2 separate regions of the Pan troglodytes genome follow, and region 2 is linked to region 1. A link is a contact called in public HiChIP or PLAC-seq data. All regions are on one chromosome and are shown on one strand. The core of a region is the stretch at or near the end of the contact, and the rest is flanking DNA. Distances in the headings are between cores, read along the strand shown.

Region 1 (6,000 bases), core at 1,024-3,523:
ACAGGCACCCGCCACCATGCCTAGCTAATTTTTTGTATTTTTAGTAGAGAGGGGTTTCACCATGTTGGCCAGGCTGGTCTCAAGTGATCTGCCTCAACTCCTGACCTCAAGTGATCTGCCTGCTTCAGCCTCCCAAAGTGCTGGGATTACAGGCATGAGCCACTGTGCCTGACCAGAATTTGCTTTTAAAAGAAAACCCATCTTTATGTTGTCACATCCAAATTGCCGTATATTTTGATGAGACTTGTTCATCTGTTCATGTAAGGCGTCTGCTATATGCAGGCACTGGGGTATGTAACAGGGAACAGTTCCTGTGGAAGAGGCAGGGCAGGGCAAATTACATGATCCTTCAAGTTGCTAGCAGTGAAGTCCCCATGCGCACCAAACAGGTCCAGGGCAGCAGCTGCGGGAAGCCCCAGCCCACTTGCTGGTGGATGGAGGGGGTGCCAGTGCCAGGCAAGGGGTTGGGGGTGAGGCAAAATGGGGGCTCACTCTACCTCCTGCTGCCCAGGACTGGAGTCCCAGGCATACCTACCGCTTGCCCCTCACTAAATGCAAAGACAGAGACCATCCATAATGTGTGCTAAATGTTTTTAAACGCTTAGCTTGGTGTGATGGTGCACTTCTGTAGTCCCAGCCATTTGGGAGGCTGAGGTGGGAGGATCACTTGAGCCCAGGAGTTCGAGGCTGCAGTGAGCCAAGATCACACCACTGCACTCCAGCCTGGGAGACAGAACAAGACCCTGTATTTAAAAAAAAAAAATTAATTCAGAAGCACAAGTATTTGGATTTCCCTCCCAGGCCCTTAATACAATTATGTTAATAATGCTCAGCTTTCTCTCAGAATATTTTCAAAGAGAGCTCTGGAACCATTATGAGACTGCTAAATCAAAACTAGGTTTTAGAATATTGAAAACTTTCATGATTAATGTACTAGATATTAACGCGGGAGAGGGGGCAGGGGGAAGCCTGTGTTGGTCCTCTCCAGAAAGTTGCACAGCCAGTAGCACCCTTCAGTAGGCTTCAGGCATTCCCTATGGGGCCTTGCTAGCTGGCACCCAGCCGTATGCTGCTAAAACAAACCTGAGCACCAGTGATTCACACTTCCTGAAAGCAAGGTGCTTGGTGGAACCTATCCCTCTTTAACAAATGAACAGTCCTGTCTCTTTCCAGGACCAGAGTCCTGCAGCAATTAAGCATGCAACACTTGGGAAGCTATCTGACGGAGACTACCAGTTGCTCCAAAAAATTTTAAACTCCTTAGACATTACAGGCCCTGATAGCACTCTCTTTTTCATTTACTCTTTTCATTTAATGCTTTCACAAATATTCCCAGGACACTCACAGGTGAAGTTTGGCACTGAGCAGGTAAGGCTGAAAGAGTCTTGCTCCTGTTACTCTCCATTGCCAAATTCTCTATTGCGGCTAACTTCTGCACACCACAGCTGCCCAATAAAATCTGTCAGGCACGCAAGCCCACCTCAAATTGCTGCTCCTTTGTGAAGCTTTACCTCTGTTCGCCACAGGTAACTGTTACCTGGCCTTTGTGTGGCCTCCCTTTCAATGTAGAATTCTCGTGTTAGTCTTATGTGTCAGCCTCCTACCCCTCTATCCTGCTAACTTGACTCAACTTGTAGGACAGCCCAGGTGCCATTTACAGGGGGACTTCCTTGACCTCCTGAGCCCTATTCTATACAACCAGAGCTTAGGAAAAAAAACAGTCCAGCACTCAGAGGAATGGATGTTAACAGCCTGAGCAGCTCCCACCCCCTCCCACACAAGAACAGCTCCAAACATCATTCCTCCTTGGACTTTCCTCCTCCCTGGGCCTACCTCAAATGTACACATGTGAAACATTCACTAAACCCGAAGATGTCTGCACACGACAGCTCTATTCATACTCCTCACCCAACAAATTCCACTCTCCTCAAGAAAGCCTAGGGGTTTGTGGGAGGTGGGTCTGGCGGCAGAAGGAAAGCGAGGTCACGGAGACCACATCCCTGAATGATGCCTGGCTCGACTCAAACGCAACACGCGTGAATGCTAGGGCAGGCTGCTCCTGCGCGGCCCTCCTCCACGGAGTGCCAGGGAGGGAGCGCAAAGCCACCAGCGCGGCGGAGCTGGTGCGCCTCCGGCCCGCCTCTCCGGTAACGGGTCGCGCCGCACCGAGTCCTTGCAGCAAACCTGCCGAGTCCCGCCCGTGGACCTCTAAACACCGGGCGGGGCCGGGTGTGGCGGCGCGCTCGGACGTTCGTCATTCCTCCGCGCCCTCCGCCTGCCAGCTGATTGGCCCCTGGGCCGGGGGCGGGGCACTCGCTGCGGAGGCAAGCGGCGGCGCGCGGACGGTTGGTCTAGTTCTTCGGCCTGGCGGCAGGCAAGTCTAACTCGGCGCTGTCGGATACTTGGGGTGAGCGGAAAGCATGGCGGGGACCTCCGCGCCAGGCAGCAAGAGGCGGAGCGAGCCCCCGGCGCCTCGCCCCCGCCCGCCGCCGGGCACCGGGCACCCCCCGAGCAAGCGGGCCCGGGGCTTCTCCGCAGCCGCTGCCCCGGACCCTGACGACCCGTTCGGCGCGCATGGGGACTTCACTGCCGACGACCTGGAGGAGCTTGACACCCTCGCGTCACAGGCCCTGAGCCAATGTCCGGCCGCGGCTCGGGACGTGTCCAGTGAGTGCTCCTCGCGGCCTTTTGCTCGGAGGGAGTTGTCAACCGCGCCAGATCCCCTTGATGGCTGTGGCTTCGGAACCTCGCGGCCAGCACTGCCTTTTCGCCTTTTTAAAATATGGGAACACCCTGATTTAAGCAGCGGTTGTCTTCCAGAAGGTCCTTTGAATTTAGGGGGAAATGCATTAGCCAGGTCAAACAGCCGATTTGAAACACAGAAGGCTAAGTTGACATTTTACTTTATTTTCTAAAGTTTAGGCCACTTGGTTCTTGGTTCTAAGCAGAGATCCTTGGAACACACCTACCACCACCATCAGAACCATCACTACCCATGCATGGGGACCCATTCTTGTGACAAGTTTGAGCGGCTTTAGATCTTATGAAGCCCACTGTCTCCCTTGGGCAGTGTGAGCATGGGAGGAGCCTGACACAGGCAAGAGATGAAATAAATTTATTCTTTTATACAACCAGTAAACTGTGCTAGGTGCCCAAACGTGAGGAACTGCAGCTGACCTTACAATGAACAAAATACAAAAACTGTCCTTCATGGAGCTTACATTCTAGTTGAGGAGTGAGTGAAGTCTTGAGGACTCCCAGAAAGAGAAATGTTTTGAGTGCACCTTGCATCTGTACTTGGGTGTCTCAAGGCACCTTAAACTCAACACGATCATTTCCTGGAAACCCAGTCCTCCTCCAGCACTTCTAGCATGGTGCCGGCAAAGCAGACATTCAGAGAATGATGACCAGATGTTCCACAAGGAAGTAACTAGCACGACTCTCCATCCAGTGGCACAAAGGGACTCTTCCCCTTTCCTTGACTCTACATCTAATTTATTTGGAAAGCCTGTCAAGCTTACCTTCTTAATCCTTCTCTGGAATCTATCCTATTCACATTGCTTCTACCAACTGCCTGATCTGTGTTACCATGAGTCCTCCCTTGAACAATGGTCTGCTAAATTGGTTTCCCATTTCCAGTCTTGACTCCCTACAAGTGAGGCTTCACATCACATTCTGAGTGATCTTTTCAAAACTCAAATCTGGCTGTGTCTTACACAGATATACGTGAACACCTTTTTTTTTTTTTTTTTTGACGGAGTCTCACTCTGTCACCCAGGCTGAAGTGCAGTGGTGCCATCTTGGCTCACCACAGCCTCTACCTCCCAGGTTCAAGAGATTCTCTTGCCTCAACCTCCCGAGTAGCCTCAGCCTCCCAAGTAGCTGGGATTACTTGTGCCCGCCACCATGCCTGGCTAATTTTTGTATTTTTAGTAGAGACGGGGTTTCGCCATGTTGGCCAGGCTGGTCTCAAACTGCTGACCTCAGGTGATCCACCCGCCTTGGTCTCCCAAAGTGCTGAGATTACAGGCATGAGCCACCCGCACCCAGCCATGAACACCCCTAATGAAAGCCCTTTAATAATTTCTTATTTCTTCTAGTGTGAAGACCAAAATCCTTAACATGGCCTGCAAGGCCCAGCCTGGTTTGGCCCTTTCTCACTCTCTGGGTCCTGGCTGCACTAACATTCTTTGAATTCTCTCTGCTTCTTTACAATACAGGAACTTTATACATTGTTCTGTCTTTGTACATTGAGTATACTTTTCATTCATTCATTTCCACTCATCTGGTTAATTCCTACTTGTCCTTCAGCTCTCAGCTCCTTCAAGTCTTCCCTAGGGAAATGTTCCAATCATCCCACTTAAGTCAGATTGCTGTCATATTATAGGCTTTCCTGTATTTGTTCTCTTCTGCAGTTCTTAATCACAGTTGTAATTTTACATTTATCTGTGTGATTATTTGTTGAATGTCTTTTAAGCTCTGTGAGTGTAAGGAAGTATCAATTTTGCTCACTATTGTACCTGTAGAGCCTAACATGCCTGGCGTATTGCATATGGTCAGTAACTATTACTGAATAATAAATAGATCATTGAGTTCTGGCCAATGAGATCTCCTCAGGCTTTAGATGAGACTCTTGGAATTGGATGAAGGATAGGGAAAGAATAATAGGATCTGTTGTTTTAGAAGGATCATTTATGAGTTTCAGCCGGGTGTGGTGGCTCATGCCTGTAATCCCAGCACTTTGGGAGGCCAAGGTGGGCTGATCACTTGAGGCCAGGAGTTTGAGACCAGGCTGGCCAATATGGTGAAACCCCGTCTCTACTAAAAATATAAAAATTAGCCGGGCATGGTAGCACACGCCTGTAATTCCAGCTACCTAGGAGGGTGAGGCACAAGAATCGCTTGAATCTGGGAGGTGGAGGTTGCAGTGAGCCGAGATCACGCCACTGCTCTCCAGCCTGGGCAACAGAGCGAGACTCTGTCTCAAAAAAAAAAAAAAAAAAAAAAGAAGGATCATTTATGAGTTTGAACCATGTTCTTAGGTTGAAAAACACCTATATTGCTTACTAGATCTTTCTCTGCTTTGCTCTCAAGAGTAATTCTTCCCAGCACTTTGGGAGGCAAAGGCAGGAGGATTGCTTAAGCCCAGGAGTTCAAGACCAACCTGGGCAACATAAGGAGACCCAATCTCTACAAAGAATTTTAAAATTAGCCAGGCATCCAGGCACAGTGGCTGACGCCTGTAATCCCAACACTTTGGGAGGCTGAGGCAGGTGGATCGCGAGGACAGGAAATCAAGACCAGCCTGGCTAACATGGTGAAACGCCATCTCTACTAAAATCCAAAAAAAAAAAAAAAAAAAAAATAGCCAGGCATGGTGGCACACACCTGTAGTCCCAGCTACACAGGAGGCTAAGGCAGGAGGATCACTTGAACCCAGAAGGTCAAGGTGGCAGTAAGCAGTGATCACACCACTGCACTCCAACCTGGGTAACAGAGCAAGACCCTATCTCAAAAAAGAAAAAAAAAAAAAGTGGGTATTTTCAGCATTTTCTGGCAAAAGTGGGAAAATATTGGGTCCTGAAATGTATATGGAACTATTTTTTACAGGTGATCATAAGGTCCACAGATTATTAGATGGCATGTCAAAAAATCCTTCAGGGAAAAACAGAGAAACTGTTCCAATTAAAGATAATTTCGAATTAGAGGTACTTCAGGCACAATACAAAGAACTTAAAGAAAAGGTAAGTGACTTAACTTGTGGTTTTTGTAGCTAATTCATTCACTTAACGTGTTTAGAAGCATTGTACAGTAAAATATACAAAATTTGTAAAACAAGTGTCTAGATTCATCCTTATGACATGGGAAAAGACCAGGGAAAGAAAACCAGAAAGTTTAGGCTGAAAGAAACTAAATTGTGAGATTCCTAATGCCAAAGGCAAGAAGAAAAACACTGTATACCAGATCCAAAAAGAGATACAAACTGTTAGGGTACTAAGA
Region 2 (6,148 bases), core at 1,104-3,603, 110 kb after region 1:
ACATTTCAGTTCCACACTTAGAGCCTGGAGAAACACAAGCTCTGCCTCAGGAGCTATGAGACCTTCCCATTGGGCCTCAGCTTCCTCTCACCTGTAACGGGGGTTGGCTTGGAGCTGATGCATCAATCCCTGACTCAGACGTAGTGAGAAGCAAAGAAAGAATGGTAGTGATGACAGAATACCCTGCCTCTGCTTATTGAGGACCTACTCCTTAAAGGCTCACAGACTTGGCTAGGCATGGCAGCTCATGCCTGTAATCCCAACACTTTGGGAGGCCAAGGGGGGCAGATCATTAGAGATAACGAATTCAAGACGAGCCTGGCCAACATGGTGAAACTCCATCCTACTAAAAATACAAAATTAGCCGGCCATGGTGGCGCATACCTGTAATCCCAGCAACTTGGAAGGCTGAGGCAGGAGAATTGCTTGAACCCAGGAAGTAGAGGTTGCAGTGAGCTGAGATAGGACCACTGCACTACAACCTGGGCAACAAGAGTGAAACTCCGTCTCAAAAAAAAAAAAAAAAAAAAAGTCCAGGTCCTCACTCCTTTCCCCTATGTAGTAATAGCAGCCACCCCCCTAAGTCAGGACCACACAGCCCTAATAACACAGACTGGCTCAGCCTCCCCGCCTCCAGAAGAGTCTCAAAGGAGGGGTAGCCATAGCCCTCAGGACTGAGTGTGCATTATAGACAGCCACAGCCCCACCAGGACCTACATCACAATCAAAGCCATGAGTTACCACGACTTGGTCTGGTCAGAAACATGGCCTTCCCCTGCCAGGACTCACAGTGTGGCCAGAAATACACACACCCTTCCCCCAGGACTCATATCATGATCAAAGCCATGGCTCCAGGCTGCTGCAGCAGGATGAGCACAAAGAACTCTCCCCTTGCTTATCATACATAAGCAGAGGCAGGATCACAGGGAGACCCAGGCATGTCACTCAATCTCCTGATCTCCATTTCACTGTCTGTTAAACTAGATGTTCTCTGAGGTCCTGGACAAGCTGCAAATTCATTACAATGTTTCAGTTACTCCTAAAACAAATCTTTCTTTTCCTGGTAATAAAAAAGTTGCAGGCCAGGACCCACGCCTGTAATCTCAACACTTCAGAAGGCCAAGGCCAGAGGATCCACTTGAAGCTATGAGTTGGAGACCAGCCCAGACAACATAGCAAGACCCTGTCTCTACAAAAAAAAGAAAAAAGAAAAAAAAAAAGCTGGGTGTGGTGGCGCACCTATAATCCCAGCTAATCGGGAGGTTGAGGTGGGAGGATTGCTTGAGCCCAGAAGGTCGTGGCTGCAGTGAACTATGATCACGCCACTGCACTTGCTCCAGCTTGGGCCACTGAGCGAGACTCATCTCTTAAAAAAAAAAAAAAACTGCCAGCTCATTTAAGGACAGGCAGAAACTCAAGGAAGCGGTTTAAACACCTGGGACCCTAGGAGAGGTGAGCCCCTTAACAATTCCATGAATTTCAGCATTCTCCTAGCTGTTTCACTCTCCAGTTTTACTGTACACCCATGACCCCAGGTGGATACTTACATGTCCCGGGACACAGACACAGGCCCACACGGCATACTTTTCTGTCTCTATCCTGAGCACATCTCTGCTGAAGTTCCTGCCCAAGCTCAGCTTTAAGGCCAAGAGGCACCCTTCCTCCTGTTGGAAAACTAGCCCACCTTTGAAAGTTCTGGGCTCAGAGAGGCCAAGTAATTCACCTAGGGCCACACAGCTCAGTTCCAGTCCAACAACCCGGCCCACACTCCTTGGCCAGGAGAGAGGGAAGGGCCTGGGGTGCCCACAGGGTCCTCCCCAGGCTGGGGGCGATGGGGATTGGAGAGGGAAGCAAGGGGGCTAGAGCCCTCCCCGAGGTGATGGTGGCCAGACCTAGCCACCGCCAAGCCGATATGCCCCCACACACCTGTCCCCGCCCCCTGCTCTGCCACACCTGTCTCTGGCCCACCACTGTCACGACCGCCTCACCTGTCCCCAGCAGCCTCCCCAGTCACGGCAACCTCACCTGTCCCCGGTTCCCCATCTGTCTCCCGCCCCTTCTCCATGCGAGACCCCCGCCCAGGCCGCCCTACCCACCCATCCCGGTGCACCTCCCACCTCCTCCCAGAGGACCCCGCCTCACCACCGCGCTGGCAAGCGTGCAGAGCGGGCCGCCCATTGCTGTATGGCATCCAGATCTTCTTCAGGGGGTTCTGTGTCAATTCCCGTGGGGACGCCATCCCGGGGCCGGGATGAGTCGGACTGCGCCGCTTCCAACCCAGCAGCCGGGCCACCTCGGGCCACCCGAGGTCCCGCCCCTTGGGCCCCGCCCCTCCTCAAGCCGCGACAGCCCATGTCTATCTTCCCGCAGGTCCCGCCCCAGAGTGAGTAGGCTCCGCCCCAGCTGAAAGGGGCCCGGCCTCCGACCACGCATGCCCAACTCACCTACCCGCCCGTTTTGGAACAAGTGGGCCCAGTTCTTCAGGCCAGGATCGAGAATGCGCATGCTCAACTCCGGATTGCACTGGCCCCGCCCCAGTTCAAGGCCCGGATTGTGCAGGCCCGCCCCGGATGCGCAAACTCAGCGCTCCCAACCTGCCCGCGCTGATTTGCATAGGCCCCACCGACGGGCTCCGCCCTGGCGCTGCATCCCTGAGCAGCGGCACGCGTGAATTCTGCTACCTCCTTGCTAGGGAGCCCAGGGCCCCCAGGAGGGAGGGGTTTTCATGCAGTGGGACGAGGCCTACGTGACCCGCACGGCCAGGTTGGTCAGAGCCGACAGGGGCCAGTAGGCCTGCAGTCCCAGCCGTCAACTCCGCTGCGCCCTCCTGCCCCTGCTCGGGGTCCCCCTTGACTGCTCCGAGCCCCGGGACTCTTCCGCCGTCCATAGGAGCATGCTCAACCACGCTGGAAAAGCTCTTTTACCTCATGGATAGAGACTCAAAACACATTTCAATATTGTTCCTCTTTCTTTGCTTTGGCTGCTGGGAGCACATGCGTGGGACTTTTTTTTTTTGAGACGGAGTTTCGCTCCTGTTGCCCAGGCTGGAGTGCAATGGCGCTATCTTGGCTCACTGCAACCTCCGCCTCCCGGGTTCAAGGGCTGCTCCTGCCTCAGGTTCCCAAGTAGCTGGGATTACAGGCGCCCACCACCACGCCCTGCTAATTTTTGTATTTTTAGTAGAGGCGGGATTTCACCACGTTGGCCGGGCTGGTCTCGAACTCCTGACCTCAGGTGATACGCCCTCCTCAGCCTTCCAAAGTGCTGGGATTACAGGCGTGAGCCACCGCGCCCGGCCGTGCGTGGCACTTAGTAACCAAGTACTTTGGGTACTCACTGAGCCCTGGGAGTATCTTAATTGTCTTTCCAGAATTTCATTTTTTACAATTTTTTTTTGTTTTTGTTAGTATTTTGGTTTTTTTAACTAAAGTTTTACATATTTTTTGAAAATAATATGTTAATAACATTTTCTCTTCATCAGGAAAATGGGATGTGCACATTGTCTATCTTACAGTATTACAGTATAAATTAAGTATGTCAATCTCTAAGAAATTCATTTTAAAATACGTTATGGTTGCCTTTTACTATATTTGTATCTCCCTCTTGTCTTTGAAAATGCACTGGGGACAAGGAACAAGGGAGAGATCCAGAAGTTCGTAAACCCCTGGCTCACTTTCTTGTTTGGCCCCCACCGGACTCCTGCAGTTTCCCGCCTCCTCGGGATCCCCAGCCCCGCCTCTCCAAGCTTTGTACACTCTCTGCCCCAGCCCCCACCAACACGGCTTCAACCTGAGCCACACTGCCCTCTAGCGATGTCATCCACAACACCCCTGGCAGGTGCCCTGCATCCTCAGGTTCTCTCTGCCCAGTGTGTACCCAGCCAGGAGCCAGGTGTTGAGGGCATGGGACTGGCAACAAGACTGGCCTCGTGGGCTATAGGTGTAGCACCCACTCCCATGCCCTCCCTGCCACAGCCCTGCCTTGGATCAGTCCAAGTCCACCCAGCTCTTTAAAGCTTGGCAAGGACCCTTAAGATGACTGACACAGATGTCTTGCCCACTTCATAGGAACTGAAGATTCCGAAGGTCCACATGCTGGAAGCCCATCTGGACCCTCCCCCAAACCAGCTCTAGCTGCTTGCCCTGGGAACACCCTGCCCCAGGCAGGGTCAACAACTTCCTCCTTCCTCATCCTCCTTTTGCGGTATCTACCCGCTTATTCCTCCACCCCAGTCCCAGCAGATCTGAGCACATCCATGGGCGGCTCCTGATGAGCTGGGTGCCCCTCGTGACCTGCTCCCTACTTCTCCAAAGCCACTCATTCTGTTCGTGACACAGCCAGCCCTCTTGTCTTCTGGCCACTGCCAAGGCCATCTTGGGGCCACCGTGGCCTCTGAGACCTCATTACCACATGCCCACACCCTGTCTATCCCGCAGCACTCATTGCAAAAGCTATCTCCTCTGATATCTACAGACACCCAGCACCTCCTCCGGCCTGTCCATTCTCTTCCCAGACCTCCTGGGATGCTAATCAAGGGCTGGGGGTAGAGGACAGCTGGCCTGGGCAGGGGGCCAGGGCTATCTCTGGGAAGGCATCCTCACACGAGGATGAGCCTGGTTCCCAGGAAATGCAACAGCTCTGCACCTTCCTCTCTTCCCCAGAAAGTCTACCCGTGGCTGACCCAGGCACCCTCCTTCAAGGCCCTATGTCCAGCTGGAAGGCCACAGGTCAACATCAGGAGATGCCTGGGGTTCCCCCCGAAGGCCACCGTCCACATCTGCTCTGAGGATATTCTCCATCTCCCCTCCCATGGCCCTGTTTGTCAGGTGGGAAACTGAGGGTCAGGAAGAGGGAGAAGGGTCCAAGATCACAAAGCGAGTCCACAGTGCAGCATGGACTCAGCTCAACCCCCAGCCTTCCAGACCTTGCCTGCCACACTACAGTGGAATCGCACAGTCCACCTTCACATGTGTGCTCCCACTCCCCCGTGTCCTCTCCATGGAGATGCTGTCCCAGTGTCTGCTCTCTCAGCATCAGCGGATGCCCGGTAGAATCCCTGGCCCTCATGGCTTTTTCCTCCTCAGTATATCCCAAAGTGAGCCAGCTGTTCTGTCCCAGGCGTGGGAAGTATGCTGGGATGTCTGTACACACATGTGTGAACATGTTCTGCTCAGCCTCTGCCCACCATGAACCTGGCTGGCCTGACCCTGGTTGGCTCCCAGGGTGCCCTCTGCACTGACCACTGGATTTCCTCCCAGTGTCCCAGCCTAGAAGCCATGTGGTGGCCAGTTCTCAAAGCTCAAACTCTTCCCAGTCCCTGTATCTACTGGCCAGCCCTGACAGAACTGCCAAACCATCCCACCACACACACACACACACACACACACACACACACACACACACACACAGTCTCGCTCCTGTTACCCAGCCTGGAGCACATAGTGCAATCATGGCTCACTGCAGCCTTGAACTCCTGGCCTCAAGCGATCCTCCCGCCTCAACCTCCCAAAGCCCTGGGTTTATAGCCGTTAGCCACCACATCTGGCCCACAAACCACCCTTTGCAGCATAAAGACCCAGGGGTTTCAGTGCATGCCACACAGGCCCACACACTGATGCACACAGAGACACTAGCACAGCTGCACATGCACACACAGATGCACACACACTCACAAGTCCTGCACCCCAGCATGTGCAGAGACAGGCAGGCTGCAGTGGGGCCTGCTGCTCTCTGCTGCCTCCCTTCCCACATATATCTCTCCACCCCCAGCCCTGCTGTCCACTGGGAGGTTCAGGAGTTTCCAGGAATTCCAGCTTCCTCTGGCCATTTCCAGCAAAGGATTGTCCCCTGTGTCTCCCTGGGCCCAGGGCTCACAAGGAGTGTGAGGTTCTAACTTCAGGTTATAGAACCATGTCACCAAGCAGCCTGGGAACCCTGATCTGCACTTCCTCCTTCCAGCCTGCCACAGGGCGTACAGTAGGTGCTTAGGGATTCAGGACCAGCAAGGGCACACAGAAAGGGTTCAGAGAGGTTCATGACCAAACTGAGTACACAGCAGGTGTTCAGAGAAGCTCAGGACTGGCACAGGGCACACAGCAGACACCCTAGAAGTGCTGGTTTAAGGGCTAAAGCCACATCATGTGAAACC

Evidence for each region. HiChIP or PLAC-seq counts read pairs in DNA pulled down with a chosen protein or histone mark.
Region 2: an H3K4me3 HiChIP or PLAC-seq map of stem cell-derived excitatory neurons shows a contact between it and region 1, with 3 times the contacts expected there. The contact joins the promoter of PFKFB4 here to the promoter of ATRIP in region 1. A contact is called at or near these places in 1 of 7 Hi-C or Micro-C datasets (stem cell-derived neural progenitor cells) and 1 of 1 datasets of contacts at active chromatin or transcription factors (stem cell-derived excitatory neurons).

What each region holds. Positions count from the first base shown.
Region 1 is chr2:52,473,436-52,479,435 of NHGRI_mPanTro3-v2.0_pri, forward strand. It overlaps ATRIP (ATR interacting protein), which reads left to right and starts at 2,274. Exons shown (of 12, transcript XM_063805739.1): 1 at 2,274-2,374; 2 at 5,611-5,744. The coding sequence starts at 5,643.
Region 2 is chr2:52,583,369-52,589,516 of NHGRI_mPanTro3-v2.0_pri, forward strand. PFKFB4 (6-phosphofructo-2-kinase/fructose-2,6-biphosphatase 4) reads right to left here and starts at 2,354. Exons shown (of 15, transcript XR_010155191.1): 1 at 2,143-2,354. It overlaps UCN2 (urocortin 2), which reads right to left. Exons shown (of 1, transcript XM_054681834.1): 1 at 3,777-6,148.